Regions from separate parts of the Mus musculus genome. Here region 1 is linked to region 2. A link is a contact called in public HiChIP or PLAC-seq data. All regions are on one chromosome and are shown on one strand. Each heading gives the region's core, a stretch centred on a gene start, on an enhancer-like site or on the middle of the called end of the contact. The rest is flanking DNA. Distances are from core to core; before and after follow the strand shown.

Region 1 (7,346 bases), core at 2,086-4,585, 240 kb after region 2:
GTCAAGGTCCTGGCTTTCTGGAGGTGAGACGAATCAAGCCAAGGCTGTGTGATGGAAGGATGCACAGCAAGCTGTTGACTGTAAACAGTGTACTTGTAAGTTAGTACCAGGATTGTTGTATCAGGAGCTCAAAGGGAAGTAGCTGAGACCAGTGCTCATCCTATGACGTCCTGGTGCCAATGCTGTCAGATTAGGGCACTGTTAACAGTTTCTGTCTGAAAGGTTCTCTCAGACTGTCCCACACCAGGTATGATTTTAGAGCAGTGGACCATGTGAGGGGAAATCTAGTTAGGGGAGAATGAAGTACAAACAGGAGGTTAGGAATACAAAGGCTTCATAACAGAGCCCACCGTCTGACACGTTCATGACCGCCAGCTGTTTTGGTTGTTCACAGACATAGACCTAAGGGACAACACCACTTAATGCTTGCCTTACCAGTGCTGAGATACCTGACCTCTTAAGCATTAGTTGCCTAGGAGCTTCGTTTGCTAGAACCCCTAGCACATGTGGAGTGGGCAGCTTGAACACTTCAGTTCAAACATGTTCTGTCATGCCCAGTGCAGGAGGAAAGGTCTGAGTGGAGGGTGAGTGGGAGCGTGAGAGCCTTACAGCAAGGTGACCTTGAGCCGTATGAGGCAGCTGGGGTCCCTCCTCTTTTGCTTGCTCATGGATTTGCATGCTCAGTACATCCTTATCAAGTGAATATCATGTGCCTGGCCCTGACCCATTCTTTAGAAAAAGGACAGAAGGCACAGTCCCTGTCCTTGGAATGCCATCATTTAGCGAAAGAGAAACAGAAAGTAGGTAACCAGAGGTCATACAGTCAGATGATGGGTGCTGGAATTGGATGTTTTTGGACATCTTATCTGAATGAGGGAGTTAGTGTCAGGAGAATTTTCAAAGAAGCAAACCTCCTTAGATGAGATGATAAATATGAATTTCTGCTTATAAGATGGTTTATCTCAGGACACAGTCAGAGGTTCTTGGCTCTCAAAGCCCATAATCTGAGCCTCTAGGCAAGGGCTCTTACAAAGCATTCACTCACAGGGCATCAGAGATGTGCTGTGCCTGGAGAAGCCAGGGCTGCTTACAAGAGCACCTGGGATGGGAATTGGGAATAGTGGAAACAATCAAGCTAAGGGTCATGACCCTTCCAGCAGGCTGAGAAATGCATCTGTCACCACTTTTTCTTGGTCATACTGTAATGTATGAAAATGCAAATGTAACTAGAAATTTGGCTCAAATAAAATTAAGGCCTCCTAAACTGTGAACACCCGTTCTCCTTCCCTTAAAAAAAAAGTATATTTACAACTCTATATTTTCAATCTGTAAATACAAATACAATTGTCCATATAAATAAATGGGGGGAAAAAACCCCACAGGTTTGATGTAGAAGCACAAGAATCTGAGCATGACCATGGAAGTGAATCTAGGTCATTTGAAGGTGGTTGTTCTGTTGTGCTTTCTGAATTCAAGTTCCGGATAGCAGTATAGTCGAACTGAGTAAAATCATCAATGTTGTTCATCCAGAGAATGGATCAGGCATAAGGAATTGGGGCGGGGGGTGGTGGTGGGGGTGGACCTTAGGAGCCCTCATCTGTTTTCTTCCTCCAGAAGGCTCTTTGCAGGAGACCATAAGCCTCAGCACTCAATTCCACTCTTATCACACAGGCTCCCCCACTGTCATCTGAGGACTACTTACTACTTGCATTTGTGCCTCCTCTTCTTCTACTGTCTCCAGTAATGTGCCCATGGGCAGAACTCTGAGGAGTCCACTTAGCTACTTGCCAGAGCTCCTTGTGCCATCCCTGAAGTGGGAATGAGATCAGATCTGGGATTAAAGTGTGTGTTAGAGGGTGAGGACTTCCCTAAAGAAGTAGAAAAGAACATGGTACCTCCTGCAACGTAAGCCATCCATACCCTCAACCCATCTCCCAAAGCCATTACTCCTCAGAGTCCATGCCACTGGCTTGGTCCTCTGGTCCTCACTCCAGGATGCTGTCCCATTTTCCTTGAAGGACTCGTTGTCTGGCTTCTGCCTTCCCGTCATACTCATACGCCTCATGCCCCTCTATCACTGACAGGAATGCCTGACACTTAACACCTTACCAATAAGTGCTTTTTCTCCAAAACTCCATTGTGCCATCTCCTTTATCACTCTAGTTCCAGGGCAGCATGAGACCCTGTTAACCTCATCAGAGACCACCTCCAGGACCACCCCTGCAGGTGACTGAATTGGCCTCATTGCTGTTGTGTACGCATCTTGAGACTTCATGCTCTAGAAGGGGATCCTAGAGAAAGAGTTACAGGAAGGTACTCCGGGATTTGACCTTGGAAAGATCCCAAGGAAGTGAGGCTTTGCTCTGGATTACTGTCTAGAAACTAGGGTAATTCTGTGACTAAGTCTTATCCTCCCAACAGAGAATGCAGGCTAGGGCAAAGAAAGAGCAGCAGGTAGCAGACAGGCTTTGGGGGATTTTGTGGGTTGAACAATATTCATTCTTCATTCGGATATAATAACTAAAAGGCTGCATTTTTGTTTTGACCCGCTGTGATTATTTAGTGACATTGTCTGCTGTTGATTCCCTACAAAATCGTGTAGAACAGAACATTAAGGTCTGGTTGTAACTGCCAGCTCAGCTCCCATGTGTCAGGGTCTAAAATTGTGGCTTGGGGCAGCACAGGGCTTTTTCTTTCTTACTCAGCTGTCAAGGGCAGCACAGGGCTTTTTCTTTCTTACTCAGCTGTCAACACAGAATACTTTTGTGACCAGATATGTGTGAGGGGGTCCCCTACCAACCAGAAAAATGGTCAGTTCTGTAGTGATCTAAGCTCAACTACCCATAATTCAACTGTATATGACACTGTCTACCAGGGAGTAGCATCAGACCCTGTAGGCTGAGCCCCAAAGTTTGATGCCAATCAGGAGCTTCAGGCTGTTTTATCCATGCTTCTGATCTATTGGCTGTACATTGGCGTTTCCACAATCTACCCCTTTGGTTCCAGTCATTTTCTAAAGTGGCTTCAGAACCCAGGAGATACATTTACCAGTTTATTGTAAAGAATATTTTAAAGGACACAAATGAACAGCAAAGGCATATGTCCTAGGTACAACTGCTTTCTGTGCAGCTGGGATGCACTGCCTTCTGGACAGGTGGATGGACCCTCACTCACTTTCCCAGAAACCCTTGAACTCGGTCCTTCATACCGAGTTCCTTATGCATGCATAATTGATTAGGTCATTGGGCCTTGGTGACCACTAAAACCTTTAGGGATGAGGACAGGGGCAGTGAGCCCTCTGAGCAGGTGGTTGGTTTCCTTAGCAACCTGGCCTCCTATGGTGGGGTTATTTGGTGACTTTCCCCACTGTGACCTCATTAACATAAATTCCAGTTGGGCATGTGGAAAGGGATTTGTTTTAAATGAAAAAAGTTGCCTTCTTCCTTTGTAATTCTGGACCTGTTCAAGCTGCTTCAAGGGATCAAGGACAAGAGGCTAAAAGCTCAAACCAAAGACGCTTTTAGTGCACTAACCACTTAGGAAGTTGTCAGCATTGTAGTAAATCTGGAACCTAGGACCCAACCCAAAGTACTGGTGTCATTCAGGGGCCTCTGTCCCTCCCCTTAGTCTTCACTACTCAGAACTGTGGAGCCTTTGCTCCCTTGAATAAAGCCTATGCTGTTAGCCCATGTGGTTGATGGTCAGCAGCCCTCAGTTTTCACAATGGATCTGCCCCTTCAGACACTCTGTGATGAAGGGCTATTTTCCTGATGTGCCTGATCCCTGGGTCCTCTCCCCACCCTGGCTTCTGATAGCTCCCTGTGTATTCCTTACCCTGGATGGGCTTCATCAGTCACTCATTTCCGTTAAGGCTCCTAAGCACTTAGAGCAGCAAGAAAGTCATAAAACCACAAATGTCTTTTCTAGCCTCAGCAGTTCACAAAGCCGCCGGGCAGTCTTTCTCTTCATAACTGGTTCGTCCCCTGCTGCATCCCTGAGGCCACTTTTCCAGTAATGTCTTATTTAGGCTACCAACCTCACCACACACCCCTCCTCCAGAGGCTGCCTCAGTACCAGTGTACTAAGAAACCATTGCATATGATCTCTCCAGCTTGTTTCTGCTTCACTGAGCTGTCGGATTCTATCTGAAAGGAAGAGGACTCTGTTGTAGCCTGATCCTGCATTTGTGTTCTGTGTTCCTACTCAGCAAGGGCCACAGTGTCTTCAAGCTCCCCAGCCCTACACATTGAAAGTCTCAGGTTGCCCTGAGACTTCCACACCATCTCCCTCCTTTCCTTAACACTCCTCCGTCCCACTCCCCCTCCCTCCCTTCCCCCCTCCTCCCTTCCTTCCTCCTTTCTTCCCTCCCCCTCCCTTCCTCCTTCTTCCCTCCCTCCCTCTCTCTTCCTTCCCTCCCTCCCTCCCTCCCTCCCTCCCTCCCTCCCTCCCTCCCTCCCTTCCTTCCTCTTCTGCCTCCTCCCTCATCTGTGAATTAAATGTAAAGTTTCAGAGCTTTCTTTACCACTAAGCTATATCCCAGGCCCCCTTTCCAAGCTTCAGTCAGTGTTTTGGTCCTTGCCTCAGGTTGGCTTGAACATGTGATCCTCCTGCCTTAGCTTCCAGAGCACCTGGGCTATGGCTCCTCCTTCTTACCTCTTGCCCCAAAGTGATGCCAGCAGATCTTTTCTTAGGCTTGTCAGTTTGAACATCAATGGGGCAGGCTCTTCCCTGGACCTCCTGATGCTGTTCCCTGCTCCTCCTTCCAGCTCCTCCTGGCTCACCAAGTCCTCATCTCCTTGTAACTTCCCAGAGACTGTTGCTATCAGCCTTCATCTCTTACTGTGTTGTTCCCATTAAATCTCATTTCCTAGTTTCCACACTTGTCTTTCTCCCTTAACTTTATCAACTGCCAAGATCTGAATTATTAACAAACTTGTCTCTATCCTTGGCCTTTGTGCAAAAAACTGTGTTTTCCTTCTAACTGCCTGGTAAATATCTACAGTATTCCATCCTGTCAATACTCAAACATCAGCTGTCATTCTCAGTCTCTTAGGCCACTTATCTTTGACCACCAAACCCCGTGGCTTCCACTTGCCTTGGTCCCCTGCCCTTAGCATCACCTGAGGATGTGACCAAGCTGTGCTTCTGATTTCCTGGTACCAGATAACTTAGTTCAGAGCAGAGTTTGTCTTCTTTGCTTGCTACTTACTGTCCAGCAGGGTGTCCTACCCAAAGGAGGCCCTCTTTGTTTGCTGCATAACAACTGTCAATTACAAGTTTTAATGCTTCTGTTTCAAGGATGATCTGTCATTGAACATATTTTCCACCATTAGTCCTAATTCTTATTTTTACCCTAGCAATTTCTGAAATAAAGATTTAATGCCCCAGCTCGATGGTGCTGTTTCCTCTTTTTCGGGAAAAGGAACTGGGGACAGATGCCGAGATTCGGGTGCATCGATTTAGTCCTCCTTCATAGACGGTTATAACACAAGGGAGTCTTCTGTTTTCACAGCAGGTTTCAATAATTTACATTTTCCCTTGCTCATTGATTTTTCTGCTTCTCCTCTCCCTTATTTTTAACAGGTTCCAAATGGAACCTATTACAGTGGCATAAGATGCTATTGATAGTATATCAATCCGACTCAGCTATTCTCCTGCCCAGTAAAGTATGACTGCTGTGTGCACAGCCATGTCATACATATCACTTACACAGACATTAGCAAAGTCCTGCCCATCCATATGTATGTGTGCAGCCTGCAGAAGTTAATAATGCCATATATCACATGCACATAGGATGTAAAATGTACTTCAGAATGACAGTGGCTCATATAAGATGAATATTGGCTTACGATTAGAGGGAGCTGGGGAAAGACTTTGCCTTCTCACATCTGTTCTTTCAAATAATAGAATTATTTGTCTGATTCCACGTGTCTCGTACCAGCTTTCTTCTCCCCCCCCCCCCACCTTTGCACCATGTATGCCCCTCTCTCCAGCCACTTTAGTTCACTTCAGCCACATGGATAACAAAAGAACTGCTTTGGAGAAATGAAAAGATAGCAATTACACATTGGTATTCATGTTACAGGAGTCACACTGGCCTCCTTGGGGAGTTGAACAATGAATATCCAGCATTAATTGCCACAGACACCATGTGTCTGACCTTGCTGAAACATAATACATCAGTTCTACATAGCAAAATTATTTGTCCATACGAGATCTTAAAAGAATGAACATACAATTATACTGCTGTTTTCCAGGATCACCAATATTGTTTGCCTTTTTTAAAAGAAAAATCCAGGAAGATTTACATTTTCTTAGAAATTAGGGGTTGAGGACACAGTCTCATTTTTCTGTGGGTGATTTGCTGATATTGGTACCTTTCTAGTCTTTTAAAAAGAGAATAAATACACTGATCAGTGATGGGCCTATAGAAGCAATTACACAGCACAGCACACGATAAGGCTCCTTTTATCCACACAGGAAAGAGAGCAGGGTATCCTTCTCTGTGTCTGCACCTAGTTATAGGTAGGATCTTGTCAGCAGAACGGTGCTAGCTAGCACAGAGCTCCTTTGCAAAGAGTTGACATCTTTCAGAGGAAGCTGTCAACTTTTCTTACTCTAACCTTGGGTTTTGTTTTGTTTTTTTCCCAAGTCATCAGCAACATAGAAGATAGCCTTTCTTATTTGCCTTTTAATGTTCTTTTACTGACTCTGGCTGTCTTCCTATGACTGGGTGCTACACATTGGGAGAGTTTTATAGCAAATGCTGTGAAAGTTTGTACCCATGGCTTAGACTTGGGTCTGTACTGCTGGGTCAGCAGGGACTGTCCCCTGACTGAGCCAGGTCAGACAGACACATTGGCTCTGCTCTATGGAAGCTGTGTGTGCAGAAATGAATGATAGTTAAGCTCCTAGACTCTTTTAAAAGGGACAGAGATGAAGAAAGTCAGTGCAGTGGCCCATGACGTCAGAACTTCAGCTGGGATGAGATTCTAACTAGAGATCCATTTTTGCTTGTATTCTGGTAAAACAAGTACCTGATGAATTTGAAAGTCCAGATGAAGTGCAGGCATGGGGGGTGGGGGCGGACAACACAATTGGAAGGAGGTGGAGGAGGCTTGACCTGAATGATCCAGTGGATAGCCCTTTGCCCCTGGTTTAAAGCAAGTCTTTACTCCTTATCTTAGTATTTAATAGTAGGTATGCTGTAGTTTTCAATCCAGGTAAGGACAGTAGTACAAATGCAGCTAGTATGCTGTACATTTTGAAACTTTAAACGTTCTATTCTCTAAATCCAATTACTCCTGGAGGTAGGTTTAAAAATAGAATCTTCAAATCCGCCGGAC
Region 2 (6,856 bases), core at 389-2,888:
TATATATACATAGATATATAGATACATACATAGATACATTATAGATTTATAGATACATACATAGATACATACATAGATAATCTTTTTTCATTCCAGATTCCCATTAGTTTAAGGAAAATTATACATTGAGTTTCTGCTGAGCACCAGTCACTGGCTCAAGGCTTTCCAGCTTTTCCACTCCTCAGAGCACCCTAATGGAGTGGGCAGCATTCCTGTTTCAAAGACACAGAAACTGGGGAGGTTGAATTTGAGGACTACCCTGGAGTTAGTCTCTCTCTGAAGTAAAGCCTGCATGTTCCAAACAGCTCTAACTCTGTCTCAAGATGTGCTTGTTAGAAAAAGCAGAATTCTGCACACGAGGTTGCTTTTCCACAAAATGATCGAGAGCAGTCTGCTCATCAGTGTCTGTAGAGAGTTGGGACAAGTGCCTCTCTGCCTTCAGTGTGAGGTATGATTGATCATCTGGGGGATTGTGAAAATGGATTGTTGAGCTCTCGTTCTCAAATTCAACATATAGATTTCTTTTTTTAAAAAATGTGCATGTGTGTGTTTGGGTGTATGTGCTTGTGAGTACAGTTGTCTGTGGTTGTGAGGCCAGCCAATGCCTATGTTGGGAACCAAACTACTGTCCTGGGGGCAGGAAACAGTTGCTGAGCCACCACTCCGTTTGCTTCTGGCTGAATATCTCACATTATGTCCTCGCTGATGCCTCTTTCCAAAGCACAGTCAGGATCAGTTAGATCTAGGTTGGAATTACAGACTCAAGGGCTAATTTTTGTTCCTGGCCTCTAGCAATAGAATCAAATCTCAGGGGCCAGGAACCAGCCTTCTGGGTCTATGTGGGGTGTTAGTTTGGTTTGTTAACAGTCCCACTCTGTAGCTCAGGCTGGCTGAGAAATCACTTATGTAACCCAGGTTGCTCCTGAACTCTCTCATAGACCCTCCTTTCTTAGCTTCTAGAGTGCTAGGATTAGAGATGTAAGACTCCCAACCTGGCGAGAGTCTTTTAAATAACTACCTGGCTGTTCTGCTCAACGAAGTGTGAATACTGTCATCCAATGGGCCTTTAAATTATTCTTTATCTCACATACAGCCTCATTTTTTAAATGATGCCTCATTCTGAGTGACAGCCATACTGCAGAACCATTTACAACTGACCATTAGCTGCTGTTGTGACCTGCCTCTGTGTTTAAAATGTCCACAAGGGATCTCTCAGCCCACACTTCATAAATAAAAACCAAGCGGGGGAAATGGAACTATTTATTCATTGATTGGTTTTTGAAAAGTCCTCCAGTTATAGCTTTTCCAGTTCATCAAGGGGAAAGAAGCTTCACTGATGATGAGTGGTTGTTTCATTCCACCCCAACAGAGTGAAATCAGGAGAGTGACGCCATTTCCCGAAAGCCACGCCCCTTCCTCTGTACCCCTCCCTCTTTTACCCTCTGCTGCTTTGGTTCCTTGGCCCTAGGAATCGGGAGTTGGGGGGGGGGGGGGAGCTACAGGCTGAAACTGGTGCCCTGCACTTGCAGCAGGGAGGCTGGAGCACTTCAGCTTCCACAGAGGTGGAGAGGTCACACAAAGCAACGTTCAAAGGCTGAGGGCCGGAAGCCAGCCTCATGCTGGGAGGTGCCCAGAAAGATGCAGGTGCTTCCCTCTTTGCGCCTGAGCAGCGGACTCTGAGGGACGCCAGCTGGAGGGGACAAGGAAGGGCATTTATAGTTTCCTTTGCCGCTGGCTCCTTCAAGCACCTCACACGGCACCAGGAGACGAGATGAGAGAGGGGTTGACACAGCTTGAAGAGTTCAGATATCAGTGGCCTGACCTGAAAGCACAATGGGGTTCGATGCGATCTTGCAGACAAGAGTCTTTGTCCTTGTATGGCTCAACTCTGCTGTTTTCCCAAGAGAACCTGTGCTGCTGCACTTGAAAACAATATGGAAAGATTTAGAAACTCCTTCAGCCCTGACCAGATATTCTCAAACTAGTTAGCCCCACCATCCAGGCGTCTGAGATGAACCTGTGCAGCAGAAACAAGGGCCCCTTTCTCCTCTCTGCTTTGGATCATGGGTCTCAAGCTCGACCAGTACAGTCGTCATTGTGGCTCCCTTGTACCGTGATCCCATCCAACCCGCAGGAAACGCACACCTTACAGGGCAGGCTGTACAATTGCTGGCTTAGTGGGAGCTGTCGTCATGTCCCAGCTCTCGTCTAATAGCTCAGGACCGTGAGTTTCCTGACCGTTTTTACATGGCCGTACTGTGTGCATAGCATAGCTCATCCACACCAAGTTCCTAGGTGAAACTCTTAAGTCTCCAGGGGGAAACCTACGTTTGGAAGGGTTTCGCTTGCTAGCTGGCAGCAAGCCTGAGATCAAAACTTGTTATTCAGAGTCAGAAGTAAAATTCCCGTGAGAGGCACAATCCACCCTATTGTTCTGCCTGGGGTCCTTGTGTCTCCTGTTGCCACGGTCTGCTAAGGCAGCCTCCAGGCTGATGGGACATTTTGTCTGTGGGCTTCCTCAGGATGGGTGGGTGTGATTCCCAAAGACACCTCCCTAAAAATAGAAGAGATTGCATATTTCATTTTACCCCCCCCCCTCTCCTTTTCTCCCCGTGCCAAAGTAGGCACAATAAGGGCACACAGGTAGGGTAACGGTAGAACCAGATCAGCAAAGACATTAATTGCCAGTTTTCACTGGGCCCTGCCCAGCCATGACTCACAGTGCGGAGAATGAGATAGGTGAATGAAATCACGAGTAAAAGGAGGATGTGACTACTCCTAAAGTATGGGGATATTTATTGTAGATAAAAGGGAGAAAGCAGGCAGAGGGAAGAAGAGTCCAGGCTGAACACGGCCAAGGGACCAAACCAGACGACGAGAAGAAAGGCAGAAAGGGAGAGAAAGAGAGTGGACCTGGACCTCAGTAAGAGGTGGCCCGGCCCAGGCCAAAATAGTTGAGTTATGTAGGTATCAGGCTGGGGCAAGGGAAACAGAAGCCCAGGCCCTGGGAGGGAGAGGTTTAGGGTAGGAAGTGGGGTGAGAAGTGTTGGGAGGAGCCACAAGTACCAAAGATACTGGGAAAGCTTGAATGTAAATAAATTATTCTTATTATAAATGTAAATGGTGAATTAATCTGGGGGCTGTATTTATTCACCTCATGCTAATCCCCAGTAACGTCCCAGGGGAAACAAGATTTATTTAAAATAAATAAATTTTATTTACCGTATTATCTGAGCAGTCAAATGATGTGCCTTAAATGTCTACCAATCTGGCTACCTCCCAGCCCCTTCCCACAATACCTGTATATTATTATTGATTTGCTTCTCTTGGACCCCTGTAAGACTCCGGGGAGCCTTAGCTTACCAGGGCCCAACCTGTGGTCTGAGAAATGCTAAGTAGCCCCTCCCTTCTGGATGGGTGAGTGTTTCATGACCTTCCCAAAGTTCTTGAGCTGACCTTTTCACCCCTTCTTCATGGCTCCAATTCCTCCATCTTTCTCACCCATCTGAATCTCCCTCTTTCCTTCCTCTTGCTAGTGGAACATCCCACTCTATTCTCTCTTCTGCCCACCCATTGGGTGGTCAGCATTTATTGATGAGGAAAAGAATAAGTGGTAAGAACAGTTTATACAAACTTGAGACAGGAGATTCTTTTTGTGTGTGTGTGCCTTTTTTTTTAAATTGGATATTTTCTTTATTTACATTTCAAAGGTTATCCCCTTCCCCAGTTTCCTCCCTCCTGGAAACCCCCATCCCATCCTCCCTTCCACCTACCCACCCACTCCCACCCCCCTGTCATCATTCCCTTATACTGGGGCATCTTTCGAGCCTTCATAGGATCAAGGACCTTTCCTCCCATTGATGCCTGACAAGGGCATCCTCTGCTACATATGCAGCTGGAACCATGTGTACTCTTGGGTTGATGGCTTAGTCTCTGAGAGCTCTAGGAGGTCTGGTTGGTTGATAGAGAGACAGGAGATTCTTGATATAAGCATTACAGTGCCAAGTCTGGATTGAAACTAGATATGATGGCAGAGAAATCAGCATTTGAATAACGCAAGGGTAAACTTTATAGTGTACAAAACAGGCCTTCGCTGGGAGGGACTACAGGTACTGAGGGATGCTGGGAGAGTTGAGAGGGGCCACAAGTACTGTGTTATATTGGAAGAGCTTGGAGGGGCTACAGGTAGTGAGACATGCTGGAAGAGCTGGCCATCGTGTTTGGTATGTTAATAGAAATCTCAGTCATTTGTCCCCAGCTCCTGAGACCTAGCACTAGGTACAGTTGACCTCAGGCACTACAGCCCTCTACTCCCACTGTAGTTACTGGGTGGGAGCCTCCAGGCTGCTGCCCTAGCCACCTCCCTGAACTGCAGGGCCTTCTGTTAGCATCCAGGCCTCTGCAGGGGCAGCATCCTATCCTCTGAGAGAGTAAACAGCCCCAGGGAAGCCTCCTTATCAGCAGGGTGTGGAAAGCACCTTTGTTTTCTTGCCTCCTTGAATTGGCAGCTGTGTGCTGTGTAAACAAGCCTGCTTGCTTAGGTCACTTGTCCCTAGGAAATCCTGGTTCCAACTCAGAGTCTATCACCTCTGGGGCAGGAAAGAAGGGTTTGGGAGCAACTTTCTCTGCTGCCACCTTTCCACCCGCATGGTTGGACTTGGCACTATTACTTTCTTTCTGTTTGTTCACCCCTTCATCTTTATTTATTCATTCAAAAAACATAATTGAGGACATTTACCCAGGAAAAGTCGCCTGAGGATGAGGGTCAGGAACACAGAATTCTGAAGTCAGGCTCCTTGGCCTCACATCTAAGGTTAAGGCAGTCTAGAACACAGGACTGTCTTGAATCACACAGGTCTTCCCCATCTCATTTTTCTTACCAGGAAATGAGGTATTTAGAAGTTAATAGAACTGCAATAGTTAAGCAATGCCCTGCACATACAGTAATTGCACATAAATCAGGAATAGCAGATCCTGCTCTCAGGAAAAATTCAGGCTGTGAGAAAAGAGTATGAACAATGGTGGCACAAGCTCATGGGCTGTGGCTAAACTGGTGGGCTGTGGCTAAGCTGGTGGGCTGTGGCTAAGCTGGTGGGCTGTGGCCGGATAAATTAGAGCATAACAAAACTAGTAAGAGTGTTACGGGGAGCTCACCAGAGAAGACCACTCAGAAATAGTCTTAGCCGATTGAAAGTCCTTATTCCTGTGGGCTGGGACTACTACTTAGGTATTCAGGACCCCCAAAACACACATCCTGTTATCTTGCAGCTACAGGGGGTGGCTTTGCCCAAGTGAGCAGCTTAACAGAAGCTAAGATAAACAGTTAGCTGGAAGGGGAGGTTTGCAGGAACAGGTAGTTTAACAGAAGCCAGGATAATTATCTGAGGCATCTTGATCTTGGGGTCCTAGAATAGAATAGTTGGGCAATTTTCCACGGAATTCTCCATCAAGGAGAACAAGTTCTAGTTAATCCTAAAATGGCTTCAACAATAATATGAGTTGGAGGAAACTCTACATTGTCTTGCCGTATCATAAAACTATTTACAGGATTCACATTCTACGATTAATACATTTGAAACTGATCCTTTTCTATGAGCCAACATATTTTTAATTGAGGACATACTCTCTCTTCATGTGCTGAATTGTTTAATAAGCGCTGAGTAAGTAAGGCTGACTAAAGGCTTTAATTTTTTAAAAATTATTTCTGTGCATGTGAACCTGTATGTAAATCTCTTACATGCAATGCCAATGGAGGCCAAAAGAGGGCGCCAGATCCACTAGACCTGGAGTTATTAGTGGTTGTGGGGTGTTGGAAACTAAACCCTGATCTGCGACGACAACAGTCATCCTGCTGTTATGTTCTGAGCCCTGAAGGCTTTTCTTATTTCTCATGTTTTCACATTGAAGCATGCCACTAACTTCTGCCAAAAATTTTTGTAGGGCATGTCTTTTGTTTCCAAGCAGAGCCTCTTTATTCAATACACATTTTATGAGGTACAACTTGTCAAATGATTTCCATTTATCATGTGTATGCTTCCCTGAAGTCCAGTGTGAGATTTCAGGCCCTTTCAATGATACTTACCTTTCAGCACAGAATATAAAGCAACTCAATTAAAACAGAGGGCCCTCACCAAATTCTTTCTGGAAATCAAGGCATTACAGTACCCACGGTTAAATTCATCTATCTCTCCCATTGAATTGATAGAGGTGATTTTAGTTTGTTTTCTGTATGCTTTTTATAATTGTAATTCGTTAAAAAAAAACTTATTCAGTCTGAAGTCTTTTGTATTCTGTCTTTTGATTAATTAAGATATTCCAACTAATTTTCACCAAAATGCAAGTAATTCTGAAGGGACTATTCCAACATAATTTGAGTGTATTATAGGATATGTTAGTGTGTATGTGTGTAGAAGGACTATTCCTGCTTTTTTGATGACTGATTTTGTTTCAAGGCAAGCCATTGTGTAATTAATATAAAATCTGACATGAGAATTTTGTGCTTAAATTATTTTGTTTTTATCTAGACATATTTGTAATTTTTTCCTACAATGGCAGTCACTATTTCCTTGAGTAGCATATCACGGTGGTTTGGGCACAGTTAAAAATTCTGTGTTCTACAAGCATTTCCAAGTATGCCCCGTAGCTTCCTTAATTTAGCAAGAACTCTGTTTTCCCACAAATCTGAGCTTCCCTCACCATTGGTGCTTCTATTATTACCAAAAAGCGCATGTTATCATCTGCTTTGATCTTTGGTTCTGAATTTAGGATTACATTCTGAGAAGCATCAGGTCATTGTTTTGGGATCAATTCCACCCAGTATTATTTTGATAGCATGAATCATATGGAAAAACTTCAA

The links. HiChIP or PLAC-seq counts read pairs in DNA pulled down with a chosen protein or histone mark.
Region 1: a contact with region 2 is called in an H3K4me3 HiChIP or PLAC-seq map of embryonic stem cells, with 44 read pairs. The contact joins two enhancer-like sites. A contact is called at or near these places in 7 of 484 Hi-C or Micro-C datasets (bone marrow-derived macrophages, embryonic stem cells and nephron progenitors) and 14 of 115 datasets of contacts at active chromatin or transcription factors (double positive thymocytes, embryonic basal ganglia, embryonic hindbrain and 6 more).

The regions. Positions count from the first base shown.
Region 1 is chr12:117,680,831-117,688,176 of GRCm38.p6, forward strand. The region is part of intron 9 of Rapgef5 (Rap guanine nucleotide exchange factor (GEF) 5); the gene reads left to right. Among named protein-coding and RNA genes, the nearest start is that of Rapgef5, 150 kb to the left of the region's middle. Within about 2 kb of position 3,336, at least 17 of the 459 cell types and tissues checked have an H3K27ac peak or open chromatin away from gene starts, as enhancers often do. A contact at or near this core is called in embryonic stem cells, where this site is marked.
Region 2 is chr12:117,445,878-117,452,733 of GRCm38.p6, forward strand. No RefSeq gene overlaps it. Among named protein-coding and RNA genes, the nearest start is that of Gm31482, 17 kb to the right of the region's middle. Within about 2 kb of position 1,639, at least 123 of the 459 cell types and tissues checked have an H3K27ac peak or open chromatin away from gene starts, as enhancers often do. A contact at or near this core is called in embryonic stem cells, where this site is marked.